3 separate regions of the Hordeum vulgare genome follow, and regions 1 and 2 are each linked to region 3. Evidence: chromatin contacts called from public Hi-C data. All regions are on one chromosome and are shown on one strand. The core of a region is the stretch at or near the end of the contact, and the rest is flanking DNA. Distances in the headings are between cores, read along the strand shown. Region 1 holds the start of LOC123404792. Region 2 overlaps LOC123404579 (BEACH domain-containing protein C2-like). Region 3 holds the start of LOC123406350 (scarecrow-like protein 6).

Region 1 (4,305 bases), core at 1,103-3,602, 500 kb after region 3:
GGACCGGTGAGGAGGAATGCATGGCGTGTTTGGCCGGGCACGTACGGCGCAGGGCTGCGCGGCAGCTTTATTTTACGACAGACAAATCGGAGGAAAACGAAACTTGTAGTACGTTTTTATTTTTGTTCGCCGTGAAAAGAGCTGTCGACCGAAGTAGAGAAAGAGGCAAAGAGGAAAGCGTAAATTCAAGCGGGCCACGAACGGGTATGATTGAAAGCGGTCCAGTAGGCCCACTAGTTCATCGCGCGAGGTCATTCTTTCTGGGCCCAAATACCCAACCGTTGTTGCAAGTAACGATTTGACTCCCGAGGGTGATGGGGAGTTTTTTTTTTAGTACGGGGGAATGCGGAGTTTGTTAGGCCGTTAGTGTCACATGTTTAACAGCGCGAATGTGCGTTGCCATTTAATTTGCACACTGCACTAAAGGGAAATTTAATTTGCACAGTGACAGGAGAAGTTTAGTGCCCGGGCTATAGCTTCTTGTAGGTGTACCCGGAGTGTGTGCAAGGCCAGGTCATTCCAGCTAGCTAACACGGAGCTGTATGTGCATGCTCGTTGCAGTATTACAGGTATTTTGGTTCAGGTCCGGGTACTCCTCGCTACCCCGTGCAAATCGAGCATACTGTAGCACGCGTGTATCAGCTGCAGCCTGCAGGCGTACGTACGCGGTACGCACGAGTGAAGAAAAAACAATCAATCTATAGCTAGCGCGTGTACGCATTGTATGTACAGACATGCGCGCGCGCAGGTGTTGCCCGATTCCGTGGATTTCCACCGCGTGTCACACCGCATGGGCGTACGCGTACGGAGAGGGCGGGCCGCGCGCGTGGCGCCGGAGTAGCAGAGCACGAGGCGTGCCGAGCTGAGAGGCGACAAGCACGTACGTGCAGCGGGGGGCGCGCGCGCGGGCCGGAGCCCGGAGGGACGTGGCCGCGCGGCCGACACGGCGAGACAAGCGCGATCTCTCGTGCGACACCCATGCTCCTACCCCTTTTCCGGCACTCTCTCCCACGCCCCCGCGCCATGCATCCATCGATATCTTTGCCCCGCCAAGCAACCGGAGCAGAGCTCGCTCGCTCGCTCGCTCTCGGCATAGATCGCGTGCAGGGTGCAGCCCTCCTGTGGCCGTGGCTCTTCCCACCGTCCCAGGTGACTCCAACGCGGCTCGCACCGAGATCTCCCCCTGCCGTGCGATATGCATCGATCCATCCCGCCTCGCCTCCCTAGCAAACTCCTTGCATGCATCGTCGGCCGCCTGTTTTCTTACGCCTGGCCGCATCCGTTTGTTTCAGCTTTGCAACATTTCACTGTACGCCAACAATTCCTCAAAAGCTGTACGTCAACTCCGCCATGCACGTCCGTGTTTCTCAACGGAAAACGAAGGCACATCAGATTATTTGCACTGTGTGTGTGTGTGTGTGGAGGGGGATTTCCTTGACGGCTTGAGAAATATTTTCCTACTCTATGTCTATGTGCGTTTGACATTGATCGATATCCTTGCAGATTCATAAGCCTGGGCCTCCGTGGCTCCGGAGGTTTTTTGTAATTTGGACATGTCAACGGCCCGATTAACAAAATCCGGAAACGCGTACGTACAGCAGCCAGGCAAATTAATCATCAAGCAACAGTAAAGTAGGGCTTAAGTATGCCAACTTGGTCACATCGGGGGTACAAACTGTACTTGGTTTAATCAATTTGATTATGGGGTTAGGGTTACCACGACGCCATCTGGTGGTACTACCTAGCTAGAACAGTGGTAGATCGCACTGCACGTAATAATTGCAATGCACATGATCAGCAAGTAATATAACCATGGGCTGGGTTGCCTACAAAATCTGTATCAAGACTTAAAGGGGACGGATCGAGACATTCATGTGCGGCTAAGGAGATGCATGGTCTGCCTCGGTTTTCATGACCAGTACCCCCTCATGCCGCGCGCGCTCTTCCTTTGTTTACCAGAATTTTCGTACGACAGGTGCTGCTATGCGTGCAACCATCCTTCTTAATTTGTATGCCTGATGAAATCCTGAAAACAAAATTGAGAGGATTTGTTTGTTACTACTAAATAAATGTCAAGGGAAGGTACATATTTCTAAAATAAAGGAGAGAGATATGCATATATAATTTCGATTGTGCCCATTTTTTGCACCAAGACAACCAACACTTATTGAATTACTAATTACTCCAGTTTTGGTACTTACCCAAAAATCCAAATTCATCATAAGTATTCCTGGCGGAAACAGAAATCTTACATAAAGAAACGGACGAGTCCCCGTTTTCTAGCTTGTAGCACTACGTACCTCCCCCATATCCTCTTCGAACTTCGATGCATGTCTCTTCTCTAAGCTCTCTTACCTATTAATGTTTCCTAAGTGGTCACCGATCGCACCGGCCCTCCATGTTTAGCCTAAGCTCCCCTCCCCTAGCTCTTGAGAGGAAGCTAAAGCTCACCACGACCTACACTATTCTCCTGGTGTTCTTCCTCTTCACTCTCCACATTACCTCATGCGAAGCTCGTCGCCTCCGCGTGAATGGCAAGTACTCAAGCAGCAACAAGTCTTCCCTGTCATCACAGGTTAATTTCAGCCATAATACCATTCGGTTAAACGTCATAACGTCATCGATTTTGTTCTAGCTTTGCCCTCTCTATTGTGTTTCCGTAGGATGCGACAGAGGTTGCTGATGCCCAGAAGCAAAGGAGAAACTCGTTGATGGTTCATGATACGGAGAAGAAGGCTCGAGCTGTCGGAAGCAGCATCGATCAGTCGACGGGCGCGGGAGCAACATTGATCAATCGATCAGGTGGAATACGAAACACCACGCATGCCGCTAGGGTTTCGCAGCAGCTTCCTCATCGCAAGCACGTGGATGATCAGGGAATTCACCTGGATTATGCGCAGCCTAGAACTCGTACTCCGTATCACAACTGAACATATATATATATATATATATCGATCACGGATGAGAGCAGTCGCTCATGAGATGACATTTACGTGGTCGTGATCATTTATCTAGTTATCATGTATATTTTTCCTTGAATCTCACTAGCTAGCTTCCAGCAGCTTCAAGTCGATCGTATCTGTGTTTCCGTTATATGTCTAGTTATTTTCTGCAACTTTAACGACAGAGTTTGCCGTCGATATATATTGAGTGAATTTTGGACAAGCTTCAGTTTGGGTGGGTTGTGGTGTTATAGCGAGTTAGCGACAGCATATTAGATAGCTCAGTTTTTTTTCATAAAGAATTAGATAGCTCAGATGAGAATGCGTATGCTATAGACGTACCAGTTCTGCACTTAATTAGCTTTTTTATGTCCTGGATCATATATCAGCAGCTACATGAATATATATCTCATACAGGCCGGTGCATGTACAGCTTGCCCTTTAGTCGCCTTGATTGACCACTCACAGTATTTCATAGTCAGTGGTAATGATTTGCAGGGGACTCGTCTCGTGGCTCTAACGGAGAGCAGCTAGGATCCAAGGCGACCACCGTGTACACAGCGGGAACACTAGTAACCATGGACTACCCAGTTGCACACGCAGCACCAGCTGTTCACAACAGGTAGTGCGTGCATGCGTAAAGCAATGAGCAGGGCTTGCCTCTTTGATTGATCTTGCCATTTAATGTATTTTACATGCACGGGTCTGTTAACGTTAAGCCCTTGGGTCGACTCCAGTTTTAGCACAATCTTGTAGTCATGTATATATATTTTCGGATGTATTTACTATGTATTAGTGAATCACTATGTGGCTTGTCCTGAGGGCTCTTTAACAATTACTAGTAAAAGAGCCCGTCCGTTGCAATGTAAAAAAAGATATCACATGCTCTCCATTGGTCCTTCCTTCGGGAAGTGTTATTCAAGAAGGGTTTTGACCCGCAATGGATCACTAGGGTAATGTAAATGGTGATGAGTGGTACGACAGCCGTTAACATCAATAACGAGGTAGGCCCCTACTTTCCCATGGCTCGGAGCGTAAGGCAAGGGAACCCTTCTTCCCCTTCCTTTTCAACCTCATGGTTGATGCCCTAGCCGCCATCCTCGACAAGGCCAAGGGGGCAGCCACCTTAGGGGTATATGTACCCACCTCCTCGGGGCAGGAGGCATCACTCATCTGCAGTACGCGGATGGCACGATTCTTATGGTCGAAGGATCGTCCGAGGACATTGCTCACCTCAAATTCCTCCTCCTTTGCTTTCAGGAGATGTCCGGCTTAACAATTAACTTCGCAAAAAGTGAGGTCATGGTTATGGGCTATCCGGAGGAGAAAAAGCTTAGTATAGCGAATCGACTTAATTGTCGTC
Region 2 (4,228 bases), core at 362-2,861, 400 kb before region 3:
TACACCAGATGAGCTCTTCACATTGGAAAAATGCTCCAGAACCTCCACCTTCACCAACAACACCAAGTAGTCCTTTAGCCAATAGTAGTAGTAGTGGTAGCAGTACAATCAGAACTTTGGAAACCTCCAGGAAGCGGCGAATCGAAGGTCCTATGCATGTTCTAAGAGGGCATCTTGGAGAAGTAACTTGCTGTTCTGTTAGTTCTGACTTGGGACTTGTTGCTTCCTCTTCACATACATCTGGTGCCCTTCTCCTACATTCTTTGAGGACAGGTCGGCTCATAAGGAAGCTGGACGTGGGAGAGGCACATTTGATATGCTTATCTTCTCAAGGAATTGTATTGATTTGGAATGAATCAGAGAAGAGACTATCCACCTTCACCGTTAATGGAATCCCTATGTCTACCTCTGTTCTGTCACCTTTCTCCGGGCGTGTTAGTTGCATTGAGGTTTCTAGGGATGGCCAGTTTGCTTTGATTGCAGCATGCTTATCTAGCAATTGCACTCGTGACACTAGTACTGATGAAGATCATATGATTGAGAACTGCAACGATGATGAGGATGTACCAGAGTCAAAGGAGACCAGGCTATATGTTCATGTGCCTTCGATCTGCTTCATTGATCTGCACAAACTTGAGGTGAGCACTAAGAGAAAACTTTTGAACTTAAGTCCTATGAGCAAAACTCTGACGAATAAGGGGTATCCTGTCAGGTAATTCATACGCTGAAGCTAGGAGAAGGACAAGACGTCACAGCTGTTGCTCTAAATGAAGATAACACTACCCTTGTTGCCTCAACAGCTGATAAGCAGCTGATAGTCTTCACAAATCCTTCTGTAAGTATTCTGTGTGTGCTATATTTATCTTCACTAGCTGTCTTCAAGGCTTGATTGACAGATGTTCTATCGATTATCTCTTCATCAGCATGTATTCGTATTTTCAGGGCTTAGTTGCACATAGAATGACCATCTTTGCAACTAATTTTCACATTAACTTGTCTGAACATTGCAGTTAAGTTCTAAAATAGCTGATCAGATGTTGCACGAAGGTGACGGGCTTTTGTAGTCATGTGAGAGAACCACCGCTGACTGACATTATTTTGCTCACCGAAGCTCCAGCGAATTTTGCAGTGAAAGATACATAGGATGTTTGGGGAAGATGGCACAAAAAGGGCATCTGTACAGAAAACAGAGGAGCTGCAACATGAGCCCGCTTTTGCGTCACGGTGAATCGGTACAGATGACTTCGCTTTTGGTTGTATATATGGACCTTGCTGTTCTCGCACGTGGTGAAACACGCCATACCGTGGAGAAGATCTGGGACCGTCTTTGTGTTGCGGCCAAGGGATTCAGAAGCAAATACCTGAATGTTACTAATTCTCTGCTCTGGGTACTTGTCTCGGATGTGTAATACGGTGTGCCTACGTGGACGCCAGGCCGACTGCCTACTCTGTACAAAATGGCCGGTACTACCTGTCATCCGGCTGATTTTCAAAAGGAAATTAGTCTAATCATCCGTTCGATCCTACGAGATCGGACGTATCTAGTGGTTAGACAGCGACGTGATGATTTCTTTTTTCCTTTAAAAAGGGCGACGTGATGAGCTCTCAAACCCAGCTGTCCACGTCTTATTTTACATACATGGCCCACCCACGTACCTTTTCAGCTTGTCATTTGAACGACTAGACTACTGAATTTGTTTTATGTTTTACGTAGCAAGCTGCTATGAATGGAAAACGAAGCACGCGGATGAGAGGGTGCTTGGATTCAAGAGACTAATACTAGCCTGATTAAAACTAGTCTCTTTAAGAGGCTAAAGTTTCAAGCACCCCTAACTAAAGAGAGGCTAAAACTAGTCTTGAGGCTAAAATCTTTTAGTCAGGGGTATCCCTACTAAAATGTGCATTAGCCCTCTCTCTCCTCATTTAACTCCTCATATAAGTTCTGGATTGGAGGGTTTGAAGGATAATAAATGCTCATTAACTTGATTTTAGTTTCTTTAGTACTTGGATCCAAACATAGATGAGGCTAGCAAGTTTTAGTCTCATTACTTTTAGTCATGGGACTAAAACGTATCAAGCACCCTCTGAGTTGCTTCCTCCAAGCCATTGAATGCTGGAATCATATGGCCGACTCATGTCGTACTCAAGGGTTTGCAACATGATTTAAGCTGTGCTTGTGTTGTAAATACTCATCTGCCGTCCAGTTATGACCAATTGTTTGCAACATGGCCTATACTGAGCTTGCGTCAACTGCGACTCATCCTTTGCTACATGATCCATGTCACACTTGGGGTTTGTAACATGATTCAAGTTGGGCTGGCATTGCAAATACTCCTCGGCCGTTCGGTTGTGTTCAATTGTTTGCAACATGACTCATGTTGCGTTCGCATTGACAGCGACCCATCATTTGCAACATGACCCATGTTCCATTCAGGGGGTTTACAACAGACCCCTATTGCAACCGCTCGTGTTGTAAACACTCGGCCCATCGTTTGTAAGGGCCTTCGTGTTGAAAGCACTCTTCCGTAGCGATTCATCGTTTCTAGCATGACTCGTATTGTGCTCGGGTGTTTGCAGTAGCACATAGAAGAAATATAGTGAAAGGCCAGCTTGTAGCATCAGTATGCTTCTCGCTTGAGTGTAGGGATGGCACCCGCTGGGTATGGGTACGGGTGGAGCCTCCACATACCCTTACCCGCCCCGTCTGATATTACCCATCACCGTTACCCATACCCGTCACTGGGTACAATTTTTTCCCATACCCGTTACCCGACAGGGTAGACGGGTACTCGCGGATAAAATTACCCATATTTGCAAAACATCAATTAAAAAACTTATAGTTATGAACTGCATTGTATCATATAGTTTACAAACAAAGATTATAACTACAACACATACTTATAAAACAACATCATATAGTCATAAACAACAACACATAGGCGTACACTTTCAGTTCATAAATTATTGACATCGTGTAGATTATAGAGATAATTTTGAGTTTACATAGATTTTATATGGGTACATGGGTATATGGGTATGGGTTGTATGATCCCATACCCATACCCGCTCTACCCGATGGGTTCCAGATTTTCCTATTTATATACCCATGGGTAAATTTTTGTCCCATACCCTTACCCTAATAGGGTTTTTACCCGCAGGGTACGTGGGTAATGGGTACCCATTGCCATCCCTACTTGAGTGTTACATGTTTCATGACCGATAGCGACAATGGGCTTTCCAACAAAAAGAAAGTATGTGGCGGCTTGCAGTGTCACACACTCCGCTTGATACAGAGGTGGTCTACCTTGCAATATGAAAAATATTGCGGACATCTCCGACTTGCATGGCATTGCAAACACGTGGATATTTGATCACACCCATTGCAACGTGGATCATATTGCACTCAGCTCTAGTTTGCATGATCTTGCAAAAATGCATGGGACTTTAGTAACCCATTGTAACCATTATTTGGTCACCCATTGCTACAAGGACCCATAGCACCGGTAACACTCCCACAACATGACTCGCAACACCGGCTTGTAGCACACCTCTCAGAGCAGGGCGTAACACGGGTCGACTGGCTCCTATGGGTGTGTGAGGTTGCGAGACGGTGCTGCGACACTAGACGACGGTTTTTGCGACAACCGACTGCTTCAATGATTGCGACGATGCTAAGAGGTGTGTTGTGACAGCCCCGATGATGGCGCGATGACATGCTTCAAAAGCTCCGCAACGACATCTCTGCTTCTTCGAGGGTGTTGCGATGGCTTGCTTCGACTGCCGCGCCGATGCTACGAAGTGTGTTCTGACGATCGCGATGTTAGCACAACGACATGCTCGTAGAGGGCTTTGATGCTTGTGACGATGCCGCGACGACAGACTTCGATGTCGTGGTGATGCTATGAAGCGTGTTGCAGTGGCCGCGGTGATGACGCGATGACATGCTTTGAATGTCGGTGGTGTGCTTCGACGACCGCGATGATGTAGCGACGACATGCTTCCATGGCCATGACGATGTTGCGATGGCGTGTTTCGAACAGTCGTGGCGATGATGCGATGTTATGCTTCGACAACCGCGGCGATGTTACGACGGAGGCTCGGCTACTTCGATGATGTTGCAATGGCATGTTTCACGGACGTCGCAGTGTTGTGACTACCAACATGATTGTTTCGATGTTGGTGTGACGATGTGCTTGGAAAGCTGTAGTGGTGCGACCACGATCGTCTG
Region 3 (4,140 bases), core at 737-3,236:
CAACAGGGAGGCTAACAGCTACGATTTCATCGCCAGTAGGAGAAATGAGCTCCGCCGGACTGAAGGCATCAAGACTGACGGCATTGAACTCGAAAGGGGTTCCAAGATCAGCAGCAAACTGTGTGAGGTTATCCCGAGTAAGATGAAGCTCCAGTGGATGGTGAGACGCATCTGAAACGAAGGCCGTCAGCTTCAGCAACGGCAAAGCCACGCCGCCAGTGCCACGGCGGTGAGCAAGCTCCTGCAAGAAGGAAGCCCACTGGCCGCCTACACCAAGATCGAAGTCAATGACATGGATGCAGGAAGCGGCGCTGCAGGCGATTTCGTCGAGAAGCGCCTGCGTGGCCGTGAAGTTAGCGAACTGCAGCATGGGCGACAGGTCGGAGAAGGACTTGTAAGCCGCCAGCTTGAGGGCGACGTCGAGCGGTGAGGTGATGCGGGGGGCGCCGTGGTGTCCATCAGCGAGCGCGAGGAGGAGGGCCTCCCTGAGGTAGGAGGCCGACCGGAGGAAGGGCTTCCCAAGGGGGGGAAGCTGGTGATTGAGCCGCGCCAATATCTCACGCGCGCCAGTGGAATTACCGGCCTCGGCTGCCTTTGCCGCCGCAGCCAGCTCGTCCAGCAGCTGCTGCTGCGCTGCCTCGGCAGCCGTCGTCTTCATCGCCCCGCGAAGCGGTGGCGAGGAAGGCTGGAGCTGGAACGGAAGCGCACCGTGTAGCAGGGGAAAGGTTGCCGCCGCCGACGGTCCTAGGTGGTTTCGGGTGAGGTAGAGGTCATCTGGAACGGAGTGGTGGCGCTTGGGCGGTGGCTGGTGGAGTTGTGAGCGCTGGTTGTGATCGGAGAAGGACGAGAGGGGCATGAAGAAGGTTGCGGCGGGAGGCGGCGGTTGGTGCTGGTGCTGATACTGGTTGAAGAGGCCATGCGAGTGCGCTCCGAGGAGAGGGGGCTTTGTGTCGATACCTTCGTGGAACAGCATGGGAGGCGGCGGGGGCTGGAGAGAGGCAGCCTCCGGTGAGAAGAGGCCGAAGGCAGAGGAGGCCTTGCTGCCGCCGCCGCCGCCTCCGCCTGTGGTCGTGTGCGACATGGCACCGGAGGACGAGAGGTCGGAGGAGGCGCCGCCGAGGTGGTGGTCCAGCGAGAAGCCGAGCGGGTCGACGGGCGAGAATCCGAATCCCGCATTGTCCACAAGCGGCTGCTGATGCATTGGAAGCGGCGGTACGGGCAGCTCCAGGTCGCCGGCTGCCCCCATGATCCAGTTCAAGAAGGTCTGGTCCTGGCCGGCGGCCGCAGCCGCCGCGGCGCTGCCGAGCATGGCGTCCCAGCCCTCCCCTCCATCCAGCGCCCCAGGAATGGGCGGCAGCTCACAGCCTCCGCCGCCGCCGCCGTGGTCGGGCCATTTGGTGGCCTCGGCGTCGCCGGCGCTGCTCTCCGAGACCGCCGCCACGCCGGTGGAGTCCGCCGCGCCGCCGCCGAGGGACGACGACAGCGTCGATGCGGCGGAGTTAGGCGGGCTGCTGAGCCTCCGCGAGCAGTCGAGCACCGACCGCGGCTCCACCAGCAGCTTCCCCGGCGGCCAGTAGCACAGATCCTTGCCGAGGCCCACTCCCCCACCTCCCCCGCTCCGCTCGGCACCCAACAGCGCCGCCCTCATCTACCTACCTAGTCCCGCCGCATACCATGCAGCCCGGCGAGATCTGGGACGCCGCGCGCGGGGGATGGATTTTCCCTCTGCTCTCTTCTGCTGGTGCGTGCGTTTGGATGTGGCTGGCTCTCCCTCCCTCCCTGCCTTGGCCCTGGCCCTGGCCCTGGCGTGCGAGAGAGAGTATACAACAGGGACAGGGAGGAGGTGGGCCCGGGCACCGGGCACACACAGAGAGAGAGAGAGCGAGGAGCAGTGTGCGCCCTTGCCTGCTCTCTCTCTCTCCTCTCTCTGTCCTCGCTGTGTGGTGGTGTGGCCTCGTCCGTCTCCTCTCTCTCTCTTCTCTCTCTACTGCTATCTATCTTCCCTGGATGCGTGCAACATAAAAAAGGTTAAAAAGCGTACCCTCTCCCCTCCCACGCCCTCCTCCCCTCTCTCTCTCCCCCCATCGTTTTCAGTCTGCTTCAAGCTCTCTCCCTCTGCTCTGTGCCTTCTTCTTTTTTCACCCTAGGTTTCTACTAGGTTTTATCTGCTCGTATTTTTTTTTTGCTTCGCAATGGCCATGACCATGGCCATACATGGGTTTATTATTTCTATGGACTGTCTTGCATGTAGAGGCCAAAATTATTGCAATGAACCGAGCTGAGCCTGGTCGTCAATCATGCAGAGCCGGAGGTGGTGCTGTATTGACCGCCAGAAATCGTTGGGGCACTTTGACGGCTGTTTTGTTATGTTCCACAGTGCTGGGCGGTGGCGCGTACGTACGCTGTGTGACTCACCTTTGGTGTCGTAATGCTACAGTGCTAGTGGTGGTACTATCGTAGACTGAGATTGCCATGACGATCGGCGGCCAAATGATTAAAATCGGGGTAAATAATAATCCTGCTACAACTTCTTGAAATCGTCGTTTTCGGAGCTGAGCTGGGCTGACAAATGACAATACTAGGACTCCATGCCTTTGAGTACTACAGTACTACTGATTAATTTAGCATCTTGCCATTTGAAACAGGGCTATTACTGCCATGATATCATATTCTTTTCGGCTGCTCTATCTTTTCGAGGAGACTTGTCTTAGCTTGGCTTACATTAAAAGCGTGCTGTCCCCGGCAAGAAAAAAACATGGAGCCGACGCGGCTTTGTTAGGGATGCATACCAGTTCACGATTTGACACCATGGCAAGATGAAATGACAAACCCCACCAAAAAACCTGTCAAGTGACAGCGTGGACCACCTTAATTTTTTATCACTCATGTGTTCAAACCGTCGCAAATCTTTTCTAACGAGAATAAACAAACAAAACACAAACGCATGCCTTGCTTTCATACATGCTAAATCAAGGTACTTGGTCAGGGCATCCTAAGACGGACCTGCAAACCGCCCATATCGGTTCAAACCGTGGAAGCCATCCAAAACGAGTATGTATCAGTGTGTGCCACGGTCTAGACGAGATTTCATTCATATTGAAGACAAATATGAACAGCTTTGCACGAGTATGGACATGAGAAACGTCCCTATCTAACACTCGCAGCCATCCCAATTCCCCTTCCCGGCCCCATTTTCTTGCACTCTGCCCCTTCTTCCCCTTGATTTGCATCTGCACCCTTCATCTCCGCCACAGCTGCTCCTTGTATGCCTCCAGCGGCCACAAAGGCATTATCCGACATCCGCAACCAGCACCGAAGCGCATGCTCGCCCTTATGACGAAACTTTTCACCATCGAGCCGTTTACACCCAGGTACACTCCGCACCTGTTGACAACCCCAATGGCGAACACCATGCCCGAGAGGCGTTCGATTAAATAACATTGAGCTTATTTTAAAATGGTATGTTGTCTTTTAGAGTTTGAAGGATGGTGAGCTATTCGATCATGGAGGATGAGTTGTTGTGCGATGCATGACTAGCCGTATATGTGGATTTCGTAGGCAGGACCAGACATGAGCCCTTCTGGCAGCAAGTGCATGAAATGTTTCACGCACTAAAACACGTTGCGTCCTATGACATGTACAACATTTAATCACGCAATGAGCATCACCAAGTTTTATGACATGGTTCATCAGCTGGAGGCAAGGTGACCATTGCACGCGAAAGAGGACGGGATCATAAGTTTTTTGCTTCCCATTGCTCAACTTGTTGATTGATTCATTCACTCAAAGTAGGTCTACACATTATATGTAGCTCGCGAGCGTTGTTGTGGCATACCAAATGACAGAGGGACGATCATTTACGTGCACACACCGTTGGATGAAGATGAAAGGGCAATATGTGTGGGACAACATGATGTGTTGATCAAAAACTTGTTCAACATGTAGTTAATGTAGTCGAATTTCACATCTTGTTGTACTACACTTAATTTGTATGGTATGTATAGATGATTTGTGCCATTTCCTATCCGAACTTTGATGAACATCGTCCCGGTTTGCATGAATTTTGTCCAGTTTGTTAAAATGTGGGTTGGAATGTATGCGGCTAGGGTTGGATGTCGTCCTCCCTCATTCGTGTCCGCG

What was found. A called contact is a pair of places that touch in the nucleus more often than the background predicts.
Region 1: a Hi-C map of leaf shows a contact between it and region 3, with 4 times the contacts expected there. The contact joins the promoter of LOC123404792 here to the promoter of LOC123406350 in region 3. A contact is called at or near these places in 3 of 6 Hi-C or Micro-C datasets (leaf and seedling) and 1 of 1 datasets of contacts at active chromatin or transcription factors (embryo).
Region 2: a contact with region 3 is called in a Hi-C map of leaf, with 2.7 times the contacts expected there. The contact joins the enhancer-like site here to the promoter of LOC123406350 in region 3. A contact is called at or near these places in 2 of 6 Hi-C or Micro-C datasets (leaf and seedling).

What each region holds. Positions count from the first base shown.
Region 1 is chr6H:419,201,749-419,206,053 of MorexV3_pseudomolecules_assembly, reverse strand. It overlaps LOC123404792, which reads left to right and starts at 2,352. Exons shown (of 3, transcript XM_045098736.1): 1 at 2,352-2,575; 2 at 2,664-2,802; 3 at 3,441-3,794. The coding sequence starts at 2,399. The coding sequence ends at 3,568.
Region 2 is chr6H:420,101,299-420,105,526 of MorexV3_pseudomolecules_assembly, reverse strand. LOC123404579 (BEACH domain-containing protein C2-like) reads left to right here. Exons shown (of 31, transcript XM_045098517.1): 29 at 1-638; 30 at 713-835; 31 at 1,011-1,634. The coding sequence ends at 1,064. Among protein-coding and RNA genes, the nearest start is that of LOC123404579, 27 kb to the left of the region's middle. Within about 2 kb of position 1,611, at least 2 of the 3 cell types and tissues checked have open chromatin away from gene starts, as enhancers often do. A contact at or near this core is called in leaf, where this site is marked.
Region 3 is chr6H:419,702,521-419,706,660 of MorexV3_pseudomolecules_assembly, reverse strand. LOC123406350 (scarecrow-like protein 6) reads right to left here and starts at 1,986. Exons shown (of 1, transcript XM_045099856.1): 1 at 1-1,986. The coding sequence starts at 1,648.